Linked DNA regions of Gossypium hirsutum: region 2 is linked to region 1. Evidence: chromatin contacts called from public Hi-C data. All regions are on one chromosome and are shown on one strand. The core of a region is the stretch at or near the end of the contact, and the rest is flanking DNA. Distances in the headings are between cores, read along the strand shown. Region 1 holds the start of LOC121222384. Region 2 has its middle 22 kb from the start of LOC121222386.

What was found. Hi-C and Micro-C count contacts between places; a contact is called where the count stands out from the background.
Region 2: a contact with region 1 is called in a Hi-C map of leaf, with 1.7 times the contacts expected there. The contact joins the enhancer-like site here to the promoter of LOC121222384 in region 1. A contact is called at or near these places in 7 of 34 Hi-C or Micro-C datasets (callus, hypocotyl, leaf and 2 more).

The regions. Positions count from the first base shown.
Region 1 is chrD10:10,483,066-10,490,177 of Gossypium_hirsutum_v2.1, reverse strand. It overlaps LOC121222384, which reads left to right and starts at 2,558. Exons shown (of 2, transcript XM_041103087.1): 1 at 2,558-2,952; 2 at 3,022-3,868. The coding sequence starts at 3,110. The coding sequence ends at 3,868. It overlaps LOC121222385 (a long non-coding RNA gene), which reads right to left and starts at 4,539. Exons shown (of 2, transcript XR_005919650.1): 1 at 4,302-4,539; 2 at 3,741-4,137.
Region 2 is chrD10:10,543,375-10,550,310 of Gossypium_hirsutum_v2.1, reverse strand. No RefSeq gene overlaps it. Among protein-coding and RNA genes, the nearest start is that of LOC121222386, 22 kb to the right of the region's middle. Within about 2 kb of position 3,465, at least 2 of the 9 cell types and tissues checked have an H3K27ac peak or open chromatin away from gene starts, as enhancers often do. A contact at or near this core is called in hypocotyl and leaf, where this site is marked.

The DNA of each region.
Region 1 (7,112 bases), core at 1,309-3,808:
TAGTAGGTTTAGTTAGAACGTACTGTTCTAAATTGTTCACCACAAATGGGATTTCTGATACGAATCACCTTTTGGCGAGAGTTTAACGTTGTATAGATGATGATATGAACATCAAATTGACATCCACATATATAGTAGAAGAGGTGGTTGCTGCGCTCCGAGATATGCACCTACTAAGGCATCAAGTATGGACTGATTTCTGGCTTTTTTCTTTTAAAACTGTTGGCAAATTTTTAGGAATTATGTTAGCTTTTATTGTTTGGCGGTGTTTAATTATGAGTGTACTATTGGTAAATTGTTGGGAATGATGTTAGCTCTTTGAATGACATAATGTTGGGTCTGGTGTCCTAAGTATAGTAATTTCGTATGTGTATACTTGTAGTTTTCAAACAACTTGATTTAATAATAATATATATTAATTACATTGATACCTTTGGTATATTTTCTTCAATGTTTTTGCACGAAAAGAAAATGGAAGCAAATATTGACTCATTAGTTATCTAACGTTTAACTAATAGTAAATGGTATTACGTGGTCAAATCATAATATAAAAAGACAACTTGTATTAGTAGATGAACCTAAACATGTCCATAGCCTAATCAGAATGAACAATCCTATTAAAAGACTAATATGTCATCTATCAAGTATAATTGGGAATATGTTTTGTTATGAGCATCAGAGCAGATGACGCCCAAAAGATAGAGACATTGATGTGACTAACTGAATGGATAGTACATCAGACATGAACCAAGCAGAATAGATTCTAGATCCGTTTATGAATTTATTCACTTGTGACATTAATTGTGTGACATACCTTAATCCTGAATGAATGATGGACTATGTATGCATGATTCGTATACTTTGGTGTACGTAAAAGTTTGAGTTCAAATAGATAAAGAACCAAAAACTGGTGTGTTGGGCATACTATTTCTACAGTATGTAGCATCATTCACAATAGAGGAATTCATAGCCCAACTAAAGATAAAATGATATTCTCTCATTGGCATTATATGGCAGATGAAAAATAAATGTGACCATGGGTCGTTTGTCTTTGTGATAAATGACTTTATTACTATTTGATAATAATTGACTTTTCATGAAGATGTAGTAGCTATAGTGAGATAAAATATAATCATATTGGGAGAACGAATTTATCCACAATAAATTAAGGATATCTTATAAGGGTAACACTTATGATAAGGTCATTGGACGAGCACTAATTAAATAACTTTCGAAATGATATGTAATTAGGGAGAGCTTAGTCACGATACTATAGTGGAATGACTTCGTGACTAAATGAGTTTATAATTAATAGGTGAAAATATGAAACTTAATTATAAATCATTTGAACTGTAATTATATATGTCTAATTTGTCCATCCGTTAGCTCGTTGAAACCATAAATGAATTGCATATAGAACTAAAAAGACATGGATGAATCAAAATTATGAAGCTAGAGAAATGGGTCACATTCACAAATGAATGCGTTTTCTCACTGAGTATAAGATTGACTTGAGAATTAGTTGAAGATTTTCGAATTATTATTTAATTAATTACAATTAAATAATTGTAGTTCGAAAACAAAATTAAATTAATTACTCATTATAAATCTATTGAATATGAAAAATAAATATATTTCCTCATAGATTATTTAGTTAATTAAATTAATTAATCAAATAGTATTTATTTTGAGAATAAAAAACAAATATTGAGTTGAATTAAATTATAAAATACTGGATCTCAAAAGTTTAAGAAATACATATAATTGGACCTAATACATGAGATCTAATTCCTCTCATTTTTGTGTGAGGGCCCCACCTCTTCTAGTTAGATTAAGAGAATGCTTTTCTGTTAAATAAATATTATTTATATTATACTTATTCAACCAGGATTCTCTTATCTCTCCCTATAAATAGATCTATTAACAAGTTTTTACACACAAGTTTCATATATTGTTATATTGGCAAAAAGTAATGGTAAATTATTTTCTAAGTATAAATTCTATTTTTTGAGAATTATAATTTTTATCGGTTTTATTTGAGAGAATTACTTTACTACTGAAAATAATTAAATTGTTTCTTATTCTGTGTTTGATTCTTGTTGCTTGAGCCCACACTCGACACAATTCTGGGTAAGAAGATAACGGAGAAAGTCATTCGGTTGAAAATTTAAAACCCTTTAAATTCATCTCATACAAAGCATAAGTATTTTCAGAAAAAAATTTACTGTTATAAATATCACAAACCAACTCAAATTTCAAAAATTTTAAGCTTCTGCTATGACTAAAAACCGTTTTTTAAACCAAAATTGCTAACACAAACTATATGAACATTGTATTGATCCTTAAGATTTCTTGTCCGTGAATTATGAACCTATAAAATTATTTTTAAGGTTATCGCCAATAGATTACAAGGTGTTCTCCTGTAATGTATTGATTGGGTGTAGAGTGCTTTTATCACTGGGAGAATAATCTTGGATAATATTTTAATTGTTTGAGATGCTACTCTTATAGTAAAAAAGAGAATCTACCTTTGCCTTGAAATTAGACACATGCAAAGCATATGATCTGGTGGAATGATCTTTTGTGGAGGCAATGTTGCACCAAGTGGGGTTTCTTGATTCCGTTGTTGATATGATAATGCATTGCACTATTACGGTGACATACTTTGTTGTTCTTAATGGAAAGAGGGGGGAGATGTTCTTACCTACAAGAGGTCTTTGACAGGAAGAACCGTTGAGTCCCCATTGAGTCTTTATCTATTTTTGATTTGTAGTGAAGGGTTCTCTATGTTGTTCAATTTAGCGAAAGAGGAAGGAAGAATCTCGGGTACTCGTGTTTGTCATGGTGGACCAAGGTTAACTCACTTGCTTTTTGCATAAGAGTTTTGTAAGGCTACGGTGATAAGGCCATCGAATATTAAGGATATCATAGAAGATTATCAACGTTGTTCAGGTCAATGTGTGAATTTTGATAAAAGCCTTACTTATTTGAGTGAATGTTACTGATGACCTTCGGCTTCAGATAAAATTATTTTTCAGGTTCATACTGGAGCGTTATCCTCGAAGGTTGGAGGCATAGGAGGGAGGCGTTTCAAAGATTGAAGGAGTGCATGCGCAGCAAAGTGGAGAGTTGGAGTCGCAGGCTGTTATCCCAAGGAGGTAAGGGAGTATTTATAAAGTCAGTTTTGCAGTCCATTCCCACGTATGCTATGACTTGTTTTCTGTTACCCATTTTGCTCTACCGAGAGATGGAAAGAATTTTGAGCCGTTTATGGTGGGCTAAATCTAGTCATAAAAAGAGCATGCATTGGTGCTCATGGGCTCAGCTTTGTGCATCAAAGGGAACGGGAGGTATGGGATTCCAAAATTTGGGGAAGTTTAATATTGCCATGTTGGCCAAGCAGAGGTGGAGGCTCTTGACTAATCCCAACTCTTTAGTGGCATTCATTTTAAAAGCTAAATATTACTCTACTTATTTTCTAAGGGCAGAGATGGGTGTGAACTCTACTTATACTTGGTGGAGTATTTGGAGCGCTCAGAGGATATTAGAGGTGGGGCTCCGATGGAAGGTTGGTGATGGACGCTCCATCTCAATTTTGAATGATTGTTGGCTCCCAGGAGTAGGAAACTGCAGAATTCAATCTGATCAGATTAGTAATGAGTTCAATATGGTTTCTGATTTAATAGTACCTAATGAGGGGAGATGGAATATACTGTTGGTGAGAAGTCTATTTTCGAAGGAAGAGGTCAAGAGAGTATTATGCATTTCAATTGCTGCATCAGGGCAGGAAGATGTGCAAGTATGGAGTGGGGGCAAACACTGGAATCTACTCGGTATGGAGTGGCTACAAGTTGATCGCATCAGATAATTTTGATCCTATTGCTTCTACTCTACAGGACCAGCGTATGAATTTCAATTACAAGGCCTTATGGGCAATACAAATCCCACCAAAAATAAAGATTACTTGCTCGAGACTTGTTAGGAATTTTATTCCGATTATGGATAACTTATACAATCTAAGGATTGCTTCAAGCCCGCTATGTCCAAGATGCCACCTATGTCCTGAATCAAGTGTGCATGTAGTGAGGAATTGTTGTTTCACTCGCAATGTATGGGAGGAAGTGGGTATTTCTTGGCCTGCACAGATGGACGATAGCGAGTTAGTTGATTGGTTCAGCTATTTTTACAGGGGAGGGGGTCCAACATTAAGCAGTACCTCTGTGTTACAATATAGGCACTGTGGAATTCTAGAAACAAATTAGTTCATGAATCTATTACCCAATCTATGGAGTCGTTGTTACCTTTGTGAGAGCGCATGTAGCAGAACTGCATATGATTGGCCAGGACCAAACGCTTGTAATAAGAACTCGTGGTCAGTAACATGGAAACCACCGGCGGATCCGTGCGTCAAAATCAATTTCGATGCAGCATTTCAGAAAGACAAAAGTCTAGTTCAGGAATAATCATTCGAGATAGAGGAGAGATTTTGGCAGCGTGGTTTCAAGTGAATAACCATGTTCCTGATTCTTTTGTGGTAGAAGGGGAGGCAGCGGTCCAAGCTCTACGCTTTGCTGAAGAACTGGGATTTCGAGATCATGTGTGAGCGCGCTGATTAAAGATGGAAAGCAAATTGGAGCAGGATTTAGGTTGAGCTGTTACATGCAGCACAAGAGGGAAACAAAGTGGCTCACTTGCTGACCCAGGAGGGTCTTAGACGACAGTGTTCTGAGTTCTGGATAGAGGAGGTTCCAGGTATCGCCTCTGAGAAACATGAATCGATGACCGTCTAAGATAGGGTTGTAGGAAACTAGTGGTCGGGCGGATCATTCATTATCTATTTGGCTCTGGTGCTAAATTGGATCAAATTTTGAGTAGCAGCGAAGACGTTTTGGTGGATAAAGATGAAAAGAAAGAGAGAGCGGAAAGCTTTTCTTATTTCTGGTATGTTTTATCTGATATGTATCTTAGTTTTCAGCTGGCTATTCCTATAAAAATACATTCATCTCTGAATCCCTATTTTATCTTTTATCTCAAATTAATTAAATGGTATGATATTTAAATAGTTAATATCAATTAATTTGTAAATTTGATGACATATAAAATATAATATAATATAATTTAGATAAGAGTATTTATTTTCAAATGCAAAAACCAAAAATACTTAAGTGAAACAACACTTTTTTATCGCAATTTTTTTTACTATACAATGACAAACCGTACACACTTTGCATTAAATATCTTACATTTTCATAACAGCTTGTAAATGAAAAAAAATAAGAAAATAGGAATAAATGGGCAAACTAGGACGTGATTGTTGACTGTTGGTTTGAATATACAAAGTCTCTTCCTAATTCATTTCTTCAACTCCTCCCTAAAACCCCTTCCATTTATAAAATAAAATAGCCTGTATTTGGATAAGTTTAAAAATTGAATCGAATTCTTTTTTTTTTTAAACAATATAAATAATTTAAAAGTCTTTGAAAATTATTAAATAATATTTTAAAGCTCATTTTATCAAAATAAAAAATTAATATAAACCGAATTATAATGAATGGTTCCAAAAATATAAAAAAAACTCAATTGAACCAAACCCATATCACCCCTAAAATAAAGGATGGGTGAAGTTTTCTATATAATAAAATATTTTTTAAAAAATTGATAATTAAAACAATTGGGGTTTTGGTTGAAACTGTAAAGATAAGACATTAAAAATTATGATTTTTGTGCTCAAATCCCATTAAGTACATTTTTTTTTGCATAATTTAGAATGACAAAAATACACTCATAGTAACAACTAGATTATGACACACCCACACATGAGTGAAAAAAAATATGTAATAAATATATTTGTAAAAAAATAATACTTAAAATATATTATACTTTGGTTAAAATGATAAAGTTAAAATATTAAAAACATAGTAATATTTTGCAAATCCCACCAATTGCATTTTTCTAAATTTTACATAATTTAAAATGTTAAAAATATCCTCATAAGAATGTTAATTATTTTATTAAAAGAAGGGATTTTGATAATTACTCAATTAAATTAAGATTTGATTAATAACTGACACCAACTCGGCCAACCTTTTAAATATAGTATGGATGCTAGTTATTTACTTATTTTCATAAAAGGGAGGGTTTTCAATAATTATTCAATTGAATTGAGATCAAGTTGATGGGTGACACTAGAGGTATTCATGGGTCAGACTGATCCAAGTACAGGTCAGGTTTAAGCATGATATTAACACTTTTTATACTTACCCAAACTAGGCCCGATCCAAAATAGGGGCCTAAAATTTTGTCCAAACTTATTCATATTTGTAAATGGCAAACTCAAACCCGTTTTAGGCTTGTCCATATATTTTTTTAATTTTTTAAAAAATATTTTTATATATACACATCTTAGCCTTTTTTTAGTATTTACATTATAAAGTTATATATTACCATAGGTTTAGTTTTTATGTGTTATAAGTAGAGGTGTCCATGGTCGCCCGGCCCGACGGCCCGCCCTAAATATGGGAGGGTTCGGGTAAAAATATAGGCCCGAAATATGGGTTTGGGCAAAAAACGAGGCCCGTTTGCCTCGGGCACCAATTTTTTGGCCCAGGCCCCGCCCGGCCCCGCCTGAATATAATAAATATATATTTTTTATTTTTATTTTTATTTTTTAATTTTAAAATATTTTTAAAATACTTTTATTTTTTATTTTTAAAATAATTTTTTGGTGTTTATTAAAAAAATAAGCCGGGTCGGGCTGGGCTCGGGCCGAGCCTGGACAAATTTTAGGCCCATATTTCTGGCCGAGCTAAAATTTTTTTGGGCCCGGGCTGGCCCATGGACACCTCTAGTTATAAGTGACATAATATAATACATTACAAATTCAGAAAAATAGGTTAGACCAGGTTTAGCTCGGGTTTTGAATGTTCAAATTTGAGCTCAACCCATATTATAAATGAGCTTGTTTTTTTTCTCAAACTATTTTCTAGACTTAATATTTTTACCTAAGTTGTCCAAAATTTTAGAGAAACTTTTGAACTTGGTATAGTAGTCAGGCCCATGAAGTAGTCTAGGTGACTATCTCATTCAACTTTTTAAATATAAAATTAGATTAT
Region 2 (6,936 bases), core at 2,216-4,715, 59 kb before region 1:
CTTTGAAATATTTAATGGAAATATTTAAGAGCTCGACTTACAAAAATAAAGTCTCAATACCTTATTTTCCAAAACCACTGACTTTCGATACTAACCACTTGTATTGTGTCTAACTGACCAATTAACAATTTTATCGAATCAGGATTCACTATCTTATTATATTTAACTCATAAATATTAAATAGTTATATTTATGAACTCACTCGTCGGAATTGTGGTCCTAAAACCACTATTTTCAGCACCCCTGAAAAACGGGCTGTTACAGTTCTAGTAGAAAAATGGTGCACCTACAGGTGCAATACTAACTACCTTGGTTTAGCTTTATTTTCTATTAATGCAAGACAATTGGGGAGAGTTTTTATCCAAGGGTCTTTGAGACTTTATAGTGGATGGATGATTCCGCTTCAAAGGCCTTCTAGACTTGAAGAATGAGTTTTATCTCTTTTTTGTTGGTGTAATCAAATTATAAAAGCTTTTATCCAATGTTCTTCAAGACTTAATACTAGATAGTTGCTTCCGCTTAAAGGGCCTTTTAGTCTTCATCTTGAAAATGGATTTAGCATTTTTTTCTGTCGAATAAGATCAAAGAACAATTTCCTTTAAAACTGAAGCAACATTTAAAAAAAATTTGATTTCCTCAAAGATTTTTTTTAGAATTTTTAGAAAGCTTTTGTCTTCAAAATCTTCTCTTCAGGCTTCGATGTATAAACTTCCAAACTCCTAAAGTTGTTAAGTTATGTTGAATGGTTTGGAGGTAATCTCCTTCTAGTTAAGTAAATAGACTTCTTGTGGAATATATTTTCTTCATTTGTGTGATCTACAAGGATTAAAATCTTTTATTTATTATTTATCTCATATTAATTTAAATTAATTAGAAATAAAATAATCCTTAAAGAATATATTGAATTTCTAAAATAACTCTAAAATGATTTAAATAAGAGATAAATAACAATGATACATGATGAACTTTGATTTGTCCAAAACTCTTCTTCAATTCCCCATCAAAACTTGGTCACTTAAATTGTTTTTGTTGATAAGAAGTGGGCAAGTATTGAAACTTTAGTTACTTCTGCTGCCAAAATTTTTTCCATCTTTAAAGGATGCCATCAAGATTTTTTTTCTTTGGACTAAACTTAGCAATGAAACTAGGTTGTGTATGCACCATTTTTTTCTTGAAGGACCAAATAATGATGTCGTTCAATATTTTTTTTGGATGAGTGGTTTAATCTTGTGCTTAAGAGTGATAAATAGTTTAAGATCATGCTTAGGAGTCTCATTTTACAATTATGGGTTGATCAATACCTTTATTACTAGCTAAAATTTTGCACCATTGTGAATTTCTTACTAATGAGGTTATAGATTTTTGGTAGTTGACATTTTTGGTTCCATGATGTGAGCTTGGATGGCTAATTCTTTAAAATATTTTCGCTTGATGCCTTGGAGAATATAGGACAAGCCCGATTCATGCCTTGTATGCAAATGTAAATGTTAAAAGACTCTGGCAAAGTGTTCTTACAACTCAAACTTAAGTTCCTCTAATAGTGAATGTAATCGATGATTGGCTCATCCTTTCATTAGCGTGAATGTGTGATTTTAATTGTGTTGACTTTGTGGTGAGTGTTATAGAATCGATTGAGAAATTCTCGCTTAAATTATTCTTAGATATTAATCATCCAAGGCATAAGATCAGATTACTTATCAAAGGCAGTTCATTTTAATGATTAAATAAATTACTTTACCATGAGATCTCCATCATTTTGATGTTGTTGCAAGTTCCCACAAAGTGAGCAACATATAGATGTGGATTTCCATCAACCTGTTGGTATTTTAGAGGTTGATAATTTTCAAGCATCCCCAATCGATCAAAATCCTTTGAGCATATGGCTTTGCAAATGTGTATAAATGTGGAGAAACACTTTTGACTTGATCCTTGATTAGATTCCTTAATAAGCTCTTTGAGCTGACATAAAGAAACGTTTTGAAGTCCTTTTTTAATAGTCTTGGTAGAAATTTGACCAACTTTTTAAAGAATTTGTTAATGAGTTTCACTTGCATGTGATTGGTTGCATCTACTTAAGCTTTTGATTTGTGCCTCGTGAAAACAAGTTGATAATCCTTTCTTTTAACTTGATGCAATGAATTCCACAACTTCTATACAATGAAAAAATTGCTAGTTGTCATCGTAGATTGCTAGTTGTCATCGCAGCCATAATGTCCAACTTTGATAATGAGCATCTGTGAACTTTGATGAGTTTGGTTTTTGAAGAAAATAAATGAATGACAGAGATGATCTCATTAGGTGTGCAAAAAATTTGTATACAAAAAATTTTAGGCAAAAAAAGACTGGAAAATTGGAACAAATAAAAGATTTTTATTTATAGAATTTGACTTAGAACCTCTTGATATATCTTTTGACTCTTCTTTTTAATGAAGTTTCGATCTAAGGATTGTCTAGACTCGATTTTGAATGGATGTGGTCACTAAGACTCGTCAAAACTTGATCTTGAATACAAATATGGAAAGTTGCTTACTTGAGAATTGATTCAAGTGTTTTCAAGACTTGATCTTGGACCAATGAAGTTCGTTTGAAAGGTTATAAAAACTTGATCTTGAATAACAAGTTATATTTTTATTTTATTTTTTTGTGTTGATTCAATGGGATTGAGAAAGCTTTATCCAAGGGTATTTGAGACTTGATCTTAGATGGAGATTTCTACTTTAAGGGCCTTTTAGGGTCTAATATTGAAAAACATATTTAACCTACTTTCTGTTGATACAACCGAATTGAGGTGAGCATTTATCCAATGATCATAAAGACTTGATCTTGGATGAAAGATTCTACTTAAAGAACGAATTTAGCTCTCTCTTTTTCGTCGATTGAACAAGATTAGAAAGTAGTTTTCTTCAGAATTGATGTGGCATTTTTAAGTTTTTTTTTTCTTTCGAATATTTTTACTTCTTTAGAGATTCCTTCCTTGAGATTTTGGAGAAAGTTATCAAATTTTGAATTTCTAAACTTATGAACTTGAATGTCTGGGAAGGTAATCCCTTTTATAGTAATCAAATAAAAGAGATTTCTTATAAAATATAACATTCTCATTTACTAATTTACAAAGGTTAAACTATCATTAAAAAAATCATGATTAAAATTTTATATTTTTTATTTATCTCATTGATTAAAAAAACAACCATTAAAATATACAATATTTTTTATAAAAGTATTTAATTCATTAAATTATCTTTTATTAATTAATTAAATTTAATAATTGATTGCTGATGGTATGAAGCATACAAAGGTTAGAGGATGATAGATATATTGTCTGCAAAACTGAAGCTCAGTGGTAATTGATTAAATTAAATAATTAAATAAAAAATGAAGAATAAGTTTGTTGGACCATATACTAATTAAGCTAAATTGGCCCAATGACACAAATAGTTGCAACATGGACCCGTATGCAAAACTTTCTTGGATGATTTTTAATATTATTAAATTCTATACAGAAAGCCCACTTAACTTATTAAATTTGGTTTTCAGGGACTCAACAGTAATGATCCAAATTTCATTCTATGTCTAAACTTCCAACCATTTTTCTGGGTTTGAATAAAAAATAGCTTTACTCATTGAGTTTCCCACATGTTTGATTGGTGAGAAAATGAGCATGGTTGATGAGAAAAATTAAATACAATTTTTAAAAATTAATATAAAATTATTTTTAATATTTTTAAAATTATTTGATAATTGTTAGAATTAAAATTAAAATAACAAATTTTGTAAACATTGAGTTCTAAATTTGTTGAATTTTTTGGATTTAAGATCAAATTGATAGAATGTGTAAACATTTGATGGCTAAATTTGTTAGACTGTTGTTACTAAGTTAACGAGTATAATATTTACTTTCGAAAATTAAATAAAAAATTAATAATTTAGTGACGAAAATAAAACCAACTGAATAGTTAAATAACTATTTTTGTATATTTATATTTATAACAAAATAAAAATTTCATTAGAAGAATGGATATAACAAATTAAAATAAAGAAAAACAAATCTTTAAAGTAAAATTAAAACATAGTAATCGTTAATAAGGAATCTTGGAGTGTCGGATAAGATTAACTGTTTTAGAAAAGTAAGATGGAGAATTTCAAAGTGAGAACTAAGTTAATCTTCTCTTTAAATTTTTTTTAAAATTTTAAATTAACTTTCTAAATATGATAAAAATTTGATTTAATTTTTTAAAAATTATAAAAATATAGACTATCAAAATGGTGAAATTATATTTTTACTATCATAAAAATTAAAATTTAATTTCGGTCCCCTTAAAAAACTTTTCTAACTTCTCCTTGTATGAAATGACTAGTGTTACAAGTTAACTTGACACCAATTCAATTGCGAAGTTACGAAAATACCATTATTTTAAAGGATAATTAATATTATTAAAAAGATCATAATTTTATATAATTTTAAATAAAATAACTAAAAAACATTATTTAAGAATCAAATACAAGACTAATAAATTATATAAAAATCTCTTATCATTTCACCAAGTATATTTATAAATATATTTTTAATATAAAATATTTTCGTGTATTATAAAATTTAGAACGAATATTGTATTTCCAAAATTTGACGCTAAGCATTTTCTCAAAAAAAAAAAGTTATGTTGAAAGACCACAATATTATTCAAAAGGGTTCATGGTATAAAGACCTAACTTTAGCTAATAAATATTTTATTTTATATTTCAAAATAATTATAATTATTTATGGTCTAAGGTTTAAATTAAAAATGCTATTAGAACATTTTAAAAATATTTATAATGTTTTAATGATGTCTTTTAATTATTAAAAATTATACCACTTAATTATTAATAAAGAATTGTGATTGAATCTCAAGTTGTGACTTATTAGTTAGATGTTCACTTAGCCTAACTTAGATTCGAATCATTGTTATATTAAAAAAAAAGGTTGTATTTTACTAATTGAGCCAAGCCTTATGGTTTAAAAAATTAATTTATCACCCCAAAAACACCCTAATTTTTTTTCCAAATCGTTTGCTTCTTTTTGTTTTTGCTTAGCAGCAGTGTTAGCGTCCAAGCTAGCTACCGTCCCCCTTTTTCTCCTATCCACCAACCCTCTTTTTCTTTCTTCTTCTCATTCACTCCATGCATTTTCTTTCTTTTCAGTTTACGGATCGATTTTGTGGGTATATTTGTTGTCTTCACAAGTTGTGGTGGACAGATGATAGTACCTATCATCATTGAAGCACCACCAACCATCGACAATTTCTTTTAGAAAGTGAGTAGCTCTTCGTTGACTTCTTAATCTGTTTCTGTTTTGAGAGTTTCAAAATAATAAATTATTTCATGAGCCGGTTTGGACTCATGTTATCTTAAGTTTTATATGCTTTTTTGTTTGTTTTTCAATTGTTTTTTAAGCTTGCTTATGCATGTAGTCTTGCTTTTGCGAGTAATTTTAGGGTTGGTTTTGTCGTCGTCCCCTCTAGTTTGGTGGATGCTCAGTTCTTTTGTCAATTTATGTCAGTCGCATTTGACCATCTGGGGTTGATTTCCTTATTGTATTAAGTGATTGCAATCACTTGTGATATGTTGTGTTTGAGTTGTGACAGAGCCAATTGTCAATGTGCCATAATGTTTTATTGATGTTGAAGTTAAAGCTTTTGTTGTGTTGATGGAGCTTGTCCTTTAGCGCGTACAACGGGTGTTTGTTATTCTCCCCCCCCCCAAATTGTATGGTCTTATTCACTGGAGGAATTAATGAATTTCTCATAAAAAAAAGTTGTGACTATTCATGAAGATATTTATTGAATAATTATGTTTATCGCAAGAGACTTGACTATCCAAAACAAACATTTACTAGATAGTTCTATTCGTATAAAGAGACATAAGAACTATAAATAAGAGTCAACTTTCATTTGGAATGTACATAAAAGAAATTCAGAAATACAACCTCTCCTTCTATCTTCCTACTAATCATAGATTGTTTATAACAAATTACCATAAAGTTTTTTTTATTTTATAGAAGTTGACATTCATATTGTATCTTAGTGAACTTTTGTCTATCAGTACAAAATGTAAATAGTTATTGGAATTAATTGTATCTTTAAAGTTCATTTATGGGAAAAATATATATGTTACTTTAACTCTTAACTTTGATGAGAATTTATGGGCAGACACATATTCATAAGAGATAATATTTAATGTGGTTAATTTAGGGTTTGATCTGTTTTAAAATATAAAAAAGATAAAAATCATTCCACTAAACTCGTAATTTATATGGTTGAGCCCCTTTTAACCTATGCCCAAAATATAAACAGGATAAGGATCACTCCACCAAACTTGTAATTTTGCATGGATAAAGCTACAAATGTGAATCACCACAAGATACAACTTTTGCAGGAATAAAATTACAAACTCTCCTCTCGTAAATCTCTATTTATAGGACTTATTACTTAATCATCAAGAAATTTTATTCATTAACATTCTTCACTTATTACCAATATCAAATTTAATATTAACAATTTGGGTCAATATCTTATCTCTATATATATATATAAACATTTTTCATGATTTTGTTTTTGATGTATCCCCAAAAGTAATGTAAAAACCTCAAAGAGAAGAAATCTATGATACCTCAAAGTCTTGAACAATGCATATATTATGTAGCATTGAAATTAGAATAATGGAGATTAAATGGTCAAAGAGGATAAAAGCCAAAAGTTAAGCTAAAATATATGTATGATTCAAAGCACCAAAGCATATTATAGAAAAAGGATTGGATTCAGAAAGTCAAAAAGTATATGTTAGAGAAATAGGTTGGTAGTTGGGCACTCCTTGGGAGGCTTCATTATTTCCACTTACCTTCTTTCGGTCCCCTTGTTTATAATTATGTTACAATTTAGGTAATGTAAATGGAAAGAAATT